Linked DNA regions of Sus scrofa: region 2 is linked to region 1. The links are chromatin contacts, called in public HiChIP or PLAC-seq maps. All regions are on one chromosome and are shown on one strand. The core of a region is the stretch at or near the end of the contact, and the rest is flanking DNA. Distances in the headings are between cores, read along the strand shown.

The links. HiChIP or PLAC-seq counts read pairs in DNA pulled down with a chosen protein or histone mark.
Region 2: an H3K27ac HiChIP or PLAC-seq map of skeletal muscle shows a contact between it and region 1, with 12 times the contacts expected there. The contact joins the promoter of SLC27A3 here to the promoter of NPR1 in region 1. A contact is called at or near these places in 4 of 5 promoter capture datasets (fetal liver, fetal skeletal muscle and liver), 22 of 47 Hi-C or Micro-C datasets (adipose tissue, brain, embryonic fibroblasts and 13 more) and 2 of 2 datasets of contacts at active chromatin or transcription factors (alveolar macrophages and skeletal muscle).

What each region holds. Positions count from the first base shown.
Region 1 is chr4:95,972,553-95,978,374 of Sscrofa11.1, reverse strand. It overlaps NPR1 (atrial natriuretic peptide receptor 1), which reads left to right and starts at 4,122. Exons shown (of 22, transcript XM_021089806.1): 1 at 4,122-5,822. The coding sequence starts at 5,392.
Region 2 is chr4:95,902,201-95,907,811 of Sscrofa11.1, reverse strand. It overlaps SLC27A3 (long-chain fatty acid transport protein 3), which reads left to right and starts at 4,213. Exons shown (of 10, transcript XM_013997096.2): 1 at 4,213-5,064; 2 at 5,416-5,611. The coding sequence starts at 4,431. INTS3 (integrator complex subunit 3) reads left to right here. Exons shown (of 30, transcript NM_001243322.1): 26 at 951-1,118; 27 at 1,442-1,542; 28 at 1,679-1,751; 29 at 1,939-2,095; 30 at 2,215-2,312. The coding sequence ends at 2,292.

The sequences.
Region 1 (5,822 bases), core at 2,873-5,372:
CGTTTTGTTTTTTCTGAATACATCTTTGTTTTACCTTTGTTTTTGAAGGACATTTTCTCTGGATATGGAATTCTGGATTGGAAGTTATTTTTCATCTAGTACATTTACAATATTATTTTACTGTGTATGGTTTCCATTTTTGCTGTGAAAAAAAAATGTTGAACAAATGGTTGCTCCTTTGAAGGTCATCAATCCTCTTTTTCTTTTTCTTTCTTTTTTTTTTTTTTTTTTTTTTTGTCTTTTTAGACCCATACCCATGGGCATATGGAGCTTCACAGGCTAGGGGTCCAATCAGAGCTGTAGCTGCTGGCCTACACCACAGCCATAGCAATGCCAGATCTGAGGAGCGTCTGCACCAAAGCTTAAGGCAACAACACCAGATCCTTAACCCACTGAGCGAAGCCAGGGATCAAACCTTCGTGTTCATGGATACTAGTCAGATTCATTTCTGCTGAGCCACGAGGGGAACTCCTTCTTTTTTTCTTTTTTTATGTTTCTTAGCCATTAGCTTTTATTTATTTATTTATTTATTTTAATTTTTTTGTCTTTTTTCCATTTCTTGGGCCACTCTCATCATGGCACATGGAGGTTCCCAGGCTAGGGGTCGAATCGGTGCTGTAGCCACAGGCCTACGCCAGAGCCACAGCAACGCAGGATCCAAGCCACGTCTGCGACCTACACCACAGCTCACAGCAACGCCAGATCCTTAACCCACTGAGTAAGGCCAGGGATCAAACCCACACCCTCATGGTTCCTAGTCGGATTCGTTAACCACTGCGCCACGACGGGAAACTCCGCCATTAGCTTTTAAAATATTGCTTCTACCTTATTATTTCCCTCCCTTCAGGTCACCAAATAGTGTCAGACTTTCTCATGATAGCCTTTATATCTCCAATCCCCTCTTTTATTTTTTTTATTCCTCTTTATCCATGCTTCATTCTGAGCAGTTTCTTGTTCTTGTTTTCCAATTCATTACTTATTCCTTAGTAGAGTCTAACTTGCTGTTAAACCATTGATTGGGTCTTAGTTTCGGCTTTGGCAAATTTCTGTTTACTTCTGGTTTTCCCTCCTCCTGGGTTTCCCCTATGTGTGCAGACTTTCAGGATCCTAACCCAAAATAGGAAAGGTGGTTTATCACCTTTGGGGCCATTTAGATTCCAACTTTTGTCGTACTTGCCCAACACATTCTATTTCCTGCCACCAATTCTGGATCAGCAAATGACTCTGGGGTAAAAGCCCTCCTACTTCTGGTCTCCTGCTTTCCTGTCCTTTCCTGCTCTCATTGTCTTTCAAGTTCTTTGATTTTTATTTATTTATTTATTTATTTTGTCTTTTTGCCATTTCTAGGGCTGCTCCCGCAGCATGTGGAGGTTCCCAGGCTAGGGGTCCAATCGGAGCTGCAGCTGCCGGCCTACTCCAGAGCCACAGCAACGCAGGATCTGAGCCGCATCTGTGACCCACACCACAGCTCACGGCAACGCCGGATCCTTAACCCACTGAGCAAGGCCAGGGATTGAACCAGCACCTCATGGCTCCTAGTCAGATTCATTAACCACTGGGCCACGATGGGAACTCCCGAGTTCTTTGATTTTAAAATGCATTTCATCCAACATTTTTAGTTGTCTCCAACCTCGCTTGGGAATTGGACAAATTATTTAGTCCATCATTGTTGAAAGAGGAGCTCAATTACTAAATTAGATTTCTTTGTCTAATTCTCCTTAGCTCCCATTCCACTAATCCAATGGCCTATTGGGCATCTCCACTTGGCCATCTATAGACACCTGAAACCCAGTAAACGAAAATTGTTGTCATCCCCCCAAACCTGCTTCATCAGCGTTTCAACTAACAGGTTAATATCACTTAGACTTCAGTTATTTACATGCTGTCTTCTCTTCCTGAAGTCAAATTGATTCTACTTACAAAATATCTCCCTAAAGTCAACAACACTGTATTATACATTTAAAATTTTGCTAATAGGATAGATCTCATGTTAGGTGCTCTTAACACACACATGCACACACACACACAAAAGGACACAAAGAAACTTTTGGAGATGATGGAAATGTTTATTATCTTGATATTGTGGTGATGGTTTCCCAGGTGTATGCATATGTCCAAATTCATCAAACTGTATACATTAAATGCATACCGTTTATGGTATGTCAATTCTATCTCAGAAGTTCCCGCTGTGGCTCAGTGGTTAACAAATCCGACTAGGAACCATGAGGTTGTGGGTCCGATCCCTGCCCTTGCTCAGTGGGTTAAGGATCCAGCGTTGCCATGAGCTGTGGTGTAGGTCACAGACGCGGCTCGGATCTGATGTTGCTGTGGCTCTGGCGTAGGCCGGCGGCTACAGCTCTGATTGGACCCCTAGCCTGGGAACCTCCATGTGCCATGGGAGCAGCTCAAGAAAAGGCAAAAAAAAAAAAAAAAAAAAAAAAAAAGACAAAAAAAAATTCTATCTCAATAAAACTTTTTAAAAAATCTTCTGGAGCTTCCTGGTGGCTCAGAGGTTAAGGATCTGGTGTTGTCACTGCTATGCCTTGAGTCACTGCTGGGGTGTGAATTCAGTCCCTGGCCTGGAAACTTCTATATGCCCCAGCACGGACAAAAATAAAAAAAATAAAACCCCCAAATCTCCCAATCTCCTATCTACCTCTATAATCTCTGGAGCCCTCCTTGTAAGACAAAGACATTATGCCTGTCGCACAAAAACTTGCAGGATCAACCCTCTGCTGCCCCTTCTTGTCTCTCCTCCTCAGTTACAACCTCTCCTCTCCTTATAACCACATACCTACAACACCTTACATCCTAGATCAGGGTTGAAAACATACTGACCAGGGAGAGTAGGAACTATGATGAACTAGACTCATCTCAAAGAAGTAATGGATACTTGGTTCAGACGATTGTTCACGGAAAGATGCAGGACCTATATTACCAGCTCTCCAACATCTTAACACAAGTCAGAAATCCAATATTCATGTGCATCTGCTAATTTTTAAATGCGGGCAATTTTTTTTTTTTTTTTTTTAGAGCCACACCTGCAGCATATCAAGGTTTCCAGTCTAGGGTTTGAATCCTACCTACAGCTGCTGGCCTACAGCACAGAAACGGTGGTGCCCCAGCCCACTGGGAGAGGCCAGGGATTGAACCTGCAACCTCATGGTTCCCAGTCAGATTCGTTTCCCCTGCACCAGGACAGAAACTCTAAGTGTGGGCAATTAAATTAGATATATACAGAGAGCACAGGAGAATACAGGCCAAACAAAACACGCCTGCCATCTTAAGTTGGTCCATGGGCTACCATTTGCTCTAGACCATAAGAACATTCAAAATTCTCCTAAATACATAGGAAACATATTTCCGTATTCTGCTTTCTCTGCACAGAATATCTTTCTCATTCTCCTACCCTTGTTGAATTATTTCTCTTTGGGGATTTTCCTGGCTCCATTGCAAGCAAAATAGCCCTCATCTGGAGTTCCTGTTGTGGCTCAGTGGAAACAAATCTGACTAGTATCCACAAGGACCAGGGTTTGATCCCTATCCTCGCTCAGTGGGTTAAGGATCCAGCGTTGCTGTGGCTGTGGCATAGGCCAACGGCTACAGCTCAGATTCGACCCCTAGCCTGGGAACTTCCAATGCCACAGGTCTGGCCCTAAAAACACAATAATAATACTAATAATAACAACAACAGCAACAACAACACTTATCTGGACCTCCAGCAATTTACCCCTCTCTTTGTTGTAGTACTTACCTGACTTATCTTAGGGCTATTTGTCCCAAATTGATAGACCTCCGCAAAGGAATGGGGTGTGTGTGTGTAATATATGTACATATACACGCATATATATATTGCTCTTTATGTCCTCAACATCTAGCGGGTGTTTTTCTTTTCTTTGTTGTTTGTTTTGCCCGCACTTGCGGCTGTGGAAGTTCCTGGGCCAGTAATCGAACTCAGCCACAGAAGCGACCTGAGCCTCTGCAGTGACAACGCCGTATCTTTAACCCGCTGAGCCTCTAGCTGGTACTTAATACGTATTAGGTCCTCAAGTTTGCTGATCTTTGGTCCAGCTTCGGCACCGGGTTGCCGCTGTTGGCCCCACAATACCGTCAATGACTCCTTCTGACCATTAGAGGGCAGACTAATTCCACAGCTGTCCCGTCAGCGGCCCAGCCGTCAAGGGCCCCCCAACACTATCCTATTGACGCCTCCGCTTGTCTTTTGCAACAGTCTCTCGCCACCCCCACAAATTTGATTTTAATAATCCCCCTCAATACAAACCAAACACATACAAGCCGGGAGGGGCCCTGAGGCCACACCTCTTCCCCCGCCAGCCACCCACAAGCTCTCCCTCCCACTTCGTACAGCCTTTTGGGAATGAGAGCGTTAACTCTGCCCTTGCACCTGGTCCTTTTTCTCCACTAATCCGCTCAATTTGGAAGCTGAGGGTGGGTGAGATCCTAGATGGACTGGTCAAGGGGACTTTGGATTCACCTATTTTAATGCCTTTTCTAGAAACCCTCACCCTCCGGCCCCACCCCTAGACGTTCACATCCAAACACTCACTTTTTCGGGCCAAGATCCCAAACCGGCTCCTCCTCCTCTCTTTCCCAGACGGAACGAGGTAGGAGCGGAGGGACTAGGTGGGACGCAAGAGACCCCCTGTCGTTCCCACGCAAATCTCTACTCAGTTCTCCCTGAGAGGGAGCCCCTTCTGTGGATGCCGCTTCTCGAAGTAGGAAGACATTTGGCCGCGGAGAAGCGGGAAGACGGCCTAAGGAAAAGCGCTCAGGCCAAGGGGCTCGGAGAGGCGGCGACTTCTGGGAGGGGAGGAAGGAGTTAAAGATCCAGGATTGGCTCTACGGTCGCGGAGTCTGGGAGGGGAAGCGGCGGGGAGGGAGGGTTCGGAGCTTGGCCTGGGTCCTCCCCTGTCCCCCCGGACTGCGGGAGACTTGGGCCGGCCGGACGCCCCTTCTGGCACAGTCTCTGTGCTAGGCGCTCACGCACACACACACTCCCTTTTCCCTCCCTCGCGCCCTCTACCATCCTTCTCCACCGAGCGCTTGCTCACGCTTTTTCTCTCTCCTAACACACGCGCACACACACATAACACGTTCTCACTCGCACTCGGGTTCTTTCTGCCCCGGAGCTCTCCTCGCACCCACCTGCTCCGCCGCGCCCTCGGCGCACCCCTGGGTCGCGCGCCCCTGGTGCTCCTGGCGCGGACTGTCGCAGCTGGAGGGGGCAACGTGCTCCGCGGGGAGCGTCCCCGCCCCGCTCCTCCTACCTCCCACAGGGGCGCGCCTGGTGCCCAGGACCGGCCACTGAGGCGGAGGGGACGCTGGAGGCCATGGTGGGAGCGCTCGTCCACCGCGGTGCCCGCTGAGGCCATGCCGCGCCCCGGGCGCCCCTTTGGCGCCCGCCTGCGCCTGCTGCTGCTCCTGCCGTTGCTGCTGCTCCCGGGCAGCTACGCGGGCAACCTGACAGTGGCCGTGGTGCTGCCGCTGGCCAACACCTCTTATCCGTGGTCGTGGGCGCGCGTGGGACCGGCGGTGGAGCTGGCCCTGGCCAAGGTGAAGGCGCGGCCGGACCTGCTGCCGGGTTGGACGGTCCGCACTGTGCTAGGCAGTAGCGAGAGCGCACTGGGCGTCTGCTCCGACACCGCCGCGCCCCTGACCGCGGTGGACCTCAAGTGGGAGCACAACCCCGCTGTGTTCCTGGGCCCCGGCTGCGTGTACGCCGCCGCCCCCGTGGGCCGCTTCACCGCGCACTGGCGGGTGCCGCTGCTGACCGCCGGCGCCCCGGCGCTGGGCTTCGGGGC
Region 2 (5,611 bases), core at 2,964-5,463, 71 kb after region 1:
CCCCTCCGCTCATGTTTTTTCCTATTGTTGACATCTGCTCATTCTGCCCTTCCCCCAAAGTGATTTACAAATAAGCAGCTCCCTTGGGACTTGGGCTTCCTCTCGGCTTTACCCCCCTGCCCACCAGGAGCTGCCCTCAGAGGTGGAGACCGGACATCCCTGTTTCCTGCTGCCACAGTGATTCTAACCCCCGGTGGCTCCTGCTCCCCTCCCCCACCCTCCTGAGGCCACCACATGCTAACCCGAGGGGAGGAAGGGTCGGAGCAGACGGGTCACACACTGTCCCCTCGCTCAGCCTGTGCTCGTGCCAGGGGCGGGCTGTAGAGGGCGAGAAGGCAGCGGCCCCTCCCTCTGCCACTGGCATTTCTCCAACAGCCCCAGATAAATGGGCCAACAGCTGTGTGTCTTTTCCTTCCTACCTTCTTTCCTTCCTTCCACCTTTTCTCCTCTCTTGTCTGAGAGCCTAGAAATGGTACACAGTGTCCTAAAGGAAGTGGGAAGGCCAGAGGGCTGTGTGGGGCTGTGGCTTCTCAGCCCCCTGCCCTTTACTGTCCTCAGCCTGGACACCAGGGTGGCCCAGAGCTCTGGCGGGGCGGGGCTGGGGGAGCGCTCACACCGCACACGCTTGCCTTTTGGTCTCCCTGGCCCCCCTGCTGACTGTTCTGGGCCAAGTGGGGAGTGGGCCTCCTTCCCGGCACACACCCAGGCATGTGCACCTCCTACTGCTGCAGCAACCGCGGAGTCTCACTTCTCGTCCCCTGGCTCCCACAGAGGATGAAACCGGGCATTCCTTGGCCCAAAGAGAAGAGGGAGAGGGATGTGAGAGTAGGAAGCTACCGCAAGCTTGGGGTTGGGCAGGGGCGGGGAGGCTGGGGTGTGGGGGGGACGTCGGTGGGCGAGCTCCAGGGGTTCCTGGGGACAGCTGTGCGAGCAGCGTGCCCTCCCGCCAGGCCCAGCGAAGAGATGGTGAAGATGGTGCTGAGCCGGCCCTGCCACCCAGACGACCAGTTCACCACCAGCATCCTGAGGCACTGGTGTATGAAGCATGATGAACTGCTGGCTGAGCACATCAAGTCCCTGCTCATCAAGAACAACAGCCTCCCCCGCAAGAGGCAGAGGTAGGCCCCTCCAGGCCAGGCTGCCCACCTTCCCCTGCGGCGGCAACAGGGCTGTCCCTGCCTGGCTGGTGGGCGACATCTAGTGGTGTGATGCTGCCTGGCATGCAGGACCACTGTGGCCCCTTCCCCCTTTCCTAGTGGCCCGTCTTTGGCCCCCAGTCTCTGCACACCCCCTTTTCCCTGCCTAGCCTCCTCCCAGCCCTCCTGTCCCCTTCTCTGTACGGGCTGCCTCTGTCTTAAGAGGAACCCCCGTGGGGGAGGGGGTCCGGCTCCTAGAGCCCTCACCCCAAGCTCAGACTTGGGCTCTCGTGACTTGCCCGCAGCCTGAGGAGCTCCAGCAGCAAGCTGGCCCAGCTGACTCTGGAGCAGATCCTAGAGCACCTGGACAACCTGCGTCTCAACCTGACCAACACCAAGCAGAACTGTACGCTTTGCTGCCCCTCTGAGCCCAGCGCGTGCGTGGTGCTGCCCTGGCTCAGACCACCTGTGGCCCCGGGTGGGGGCGGCTCCCCGGCACCTCACTGTGCCTCCTTCCAACTCTCCGTTCCTTCTCTGTCTAGTTTTCAGCCAGACCCCAATTCTGCAGGCTCTGCAGCATGTCCAGGCGAGCTGTGACGAAGCCCACAAGATGAAGTGAGGCTCCTTGCGCTCTTGGCCTCAGGGAGTAGCTGGAGAAGGCCTGGGGAGGGGCCCTGCCGGGGACTCAGGATCAGCAAGACCATGGGGTTGAAAACAAATGGAGACCCTGGCAAGGGGCAGAGAAAAGGCTGAGGGACAGCTGCGGGGCCAGGACGCCCACCTCCGGGGTTCTCTCCCTCAGGTTCAGCGATCTCTTCTCCTTGGCCGAGGAATACGAGGATTCTTCCACCAAGCCACCCAAGAGCCGACGAAAAGCAGCTCTGTCCAGCCCCCGAAGTCGAAAGAATGCCGCCCAGCCCCCCAATGCTGAGGAAGAGTCAGGCTCCAGCAGTGCCTCGGTGAGACCCCCTAGCCAGGCACCCAGCCGTGCACAGGAGGAGAAAGAGAGGTGGGGTGCGGGCAGAGCTGGGGCCAGCAGCTGCGCAGGCTGGTGATTCCCTCCCTGCATCTCTTCCAGGAGGAAGAAGACACCAAACCGAAGCCCACCAAGCGGAAACGGAAAGGGTCCTCTGCAGTGGGCTCTGACAGTGACTGAGGCCCCGGGTCTCCCCTGCCGCCCCAGTCGGACTGCCCCCTCCCCTCCTTGGTGAATCAAAGGTTAACAGGGCTGGGGAGATGCCGGGGAACACCCTGTCCCCATCCCAGAGCTCCCCTGTGAGAAGGACGAGCTGCCTCCTCCAGCCCGGCCTGAGAAGCTGCCATGCGGCCCCGGCGCCTCCTCCCTCCTCTCTGGGGCCTGCAGCCCCCCGACACACTGCTGCTCCCACTGAAGCCAGAGGCCGTACACAACCTGGACTGCGGTGGACGCCTTCAGCCCCTGCCCCCTCCCGCAGCCTCCCCAGAGGCTGTTTCAACAGAGAAGAGAAATGGCAAAGGGGCAGCTGGCCGGAGAGGTTAGACTGAGAGTGCAAACGGTGTGCGGGCACCCTTCCGCCTTCCCCCTCCACGTCTTGATTTGCTCTGAACAGGCATTTTATAGTGGCCCTCCGTACATCAGTCATGAAATGGGCATTTAATCTGTGACATGGTCAAGTCACCTTCTCCTCTCCATGGGGCAGATGCAGAGGCCACAGCCCCACCTGGGATGCCCTGGAGGCTTGTGTTGGCCTGAGGTTGGCACTTTGAGCCCAGGGAGTCCCAGAGACATGTTCCACAAAACTGTCAAGAATGGTCCCATTTCCTTGGTTCTGTTTCTTTTTTTTTTTTTTTTTTTTTTTTTTTTTTTTGGCAGAGATAATCGAATTTTTAAAAGTTGTTTTTAAATGACAATAAAACAAGCCAGAATCTCTTTCGTGCCGGAGTTGCTGCCCCCACTTACTCTGTGCATGTACAGGTGGTCTCCATTTAATGGGCACCCCACCTCGTGGCTTCACAACTTCCCCTTCCCCCCCCCCCCCCCCCCCCCCCCGCCCACCTCCTTGTCTGGAGCAGGAGGGCCTTGGCTTTACCCCCATCCTTCTTGCTGCCTCGGGCAGTGCAGGCCAGACACTGGGCTGTCCAGGCAGAAGTTAATGCTGACACCATCTCCCAAAGGCTGTCTTGTCCTTAGCCATCTCTCAGTGTTATATGCTAGTGCTTACCAACTGCTGGAGAGGACTAGGTCTTGGGCGGTGAGAGAGGCTCCCAGCTCGGATCTTAGAGAGCAGAAGCATGCCTAGCGGAGAGGGCTCAGACACCTGGAGAAGGAACCCGCCACAGTCTGGCCACCTGCCCAGCCAGGTGTACCAGCAAAGAGCTCCTTGGCTATGCTTTTGTCCCGCTGCTGTCCTGGGAGGCTGGGTGGCAGGCTGAGGAGAGAGGTTTGGGCTGACTTCAGACAGCTCCTCCTATTCAGCCTGCAAATTTGTCTTACAGAACCCGGGTTCTCCCTTCCCTCAAAGCTGCTACAACTTTCTTTGAAAGTCTAAACTGCCCGAGGCCTCCTTTTTTCCTTCCTCTCTCCTTCCCCGGTTTCCTCTGCCCCAATTAAAATCAGGATGGAAAGCATTCACTGGCTGGCCCCAGTTATTGTACCTTTGCCCAAAGGGACGGGCCTCTGCGCCACGGCCCCTCCAGAAATCTGACTGAGCCTCCACCTTTCCCCTACTTAACCCCACCTATCTCCTGGGGCGGCGGCGGCGGATGGAGGGAAGGCTTGGGTCTGGCTGTCCTGCCGGGACTTGCAGCACCATGTGGGCAAGGGGCCGAGTTCTTCAGTCTCTTCTGGGAGAGAGCAGCGTCACCCTCCCATCACGAGTGAAAATGGGATGAGAGGGAAAGACAGACTTGGATCCTAGCGCCCTAGCTCTCTGGCTGGGAGCCCCAAGTCCAGCCAGATGCCTAGATCTTCCTAGAGAAAATCGGAACGGGACCAGACCCTGAGACTGAGGGAGGGCGGGAGCAAGCCCGAGACCTGGTAGGGTGCGGGGAGGGAGCGCGCCTGGGGCGGAGCGTAGCTGTGGGGAGGGCCGGGCGTGCGGGGCCGTCCCCCACTAGCACTCCTCCGGGGCCTCTGCTCTCGGCCCGAGGGGAGGGGGGCTGGGTGGGTGGGAAGGGGCGTGTGCCAGCGCGCGCGCTCCCGGGACGGAGAGGTCTAAGCGCTAGAACCAGCGGCCTCAGTTTTGTAGAAGGGAGCATCGGGGCAGTCTGTGAGCGGCTGGGGCCAGACAGGACCGAGTCGAGGGAGCGGGCACCATGGCCGCCTTCCTGCTGCTACCCCTGCTGCTGTTGCTGCCGCTGCTGCTGCTGCTGCCGAAGCTGCGCCTCTGGCCGCAATTGCGCTGGCTCGCAGCAGACTTGGCCTTCACTGTGCGCGCCCTACGCTGCAAACGGGTCCTTCGAGCGCGTGCCCTGGCCGCGGCCGCAGCCAACCCGGAAGGTCCCGAGGGGGGCTGCAGCCTGGCCTGGCGCCTGGCGCAGCTGGCCCAGCAGCGCCCGGCGCACACCTTTCTCATTCACGGCGCGCGGCGCTTTAGCTACGCGGAGGCCGAGAGCCAGAGCAACCGGGCTGCGCGCGCCTTTTTGCGCGCGCGAGGCTGGGACAGGGGGTCTGGCGGGGGCGGCGGCCCACGGGGCGCCGGGGAAAGCCAGTGGGCGGCGGCCGGAAGCGGCGCGGCGCGGGCCGGGCGGGAAGGGGACGGCGCGGCACCTCTGGCACCTGGGGCCACCGTGGCGCTGCTGCTCCCCGCCTGCCCAGAGTTCCTGTGGCTCTGGTTCGGGCTGGCCAAGGCCGGCCTGCGCACCGCCTTTGTGCCCACTGCTCTGCGCCGGGGTCCTCTACTGCACTGCCTCCGCAGCTGCGGCGCCCGCGCGCTCGTGCTGGCCGCAGGTAAGGCTGCAGCACTCGACAGACGGGGGCGGGGCCAGCCACGGAAAGGGGCGTGTCAGGGGGGCCGAGAAGAGGGGGGCTTGGAACTCGCCGGCAAGCTTTCCCTGGGGCGCGGAAAGGGTGGGGAAACAAGTCTCCGGGTTTTCGAAGGGCTGGAGCTGGGTCTCTGGTTCCCCAAGGATTTCCGTAGAGTTGGGCTCCAGGTCCCAGACTCCTGAGGGGACGTCCGTACTCTTCAGCCTCACCCCGGAGCAGTGCGAGTGGGGTTGGGGGAGCGAACAGGGCAAAGGGTGGGGAAAGCTTCTGGAGAGTGGTTAGAGCCATGGAGCTATGCTTTCCCACCTCATCCAGAGTTCCTGGAGTCCCTGGAGCCCGACCTGCCGGCCCTGAGAGCCATGGGCCTCCACCTGTGGGCTGCAGGTTCTGAAACCTATCCGGCTGGAATCAGCGATTTGCTGGCTGAGGTCTCAGCCGAAGTGGATGCGCCAGTGCCTGGGTACCTCTCTGCCCCCGAGAACATAATGGACACGTGCCTGTATATCTTCAC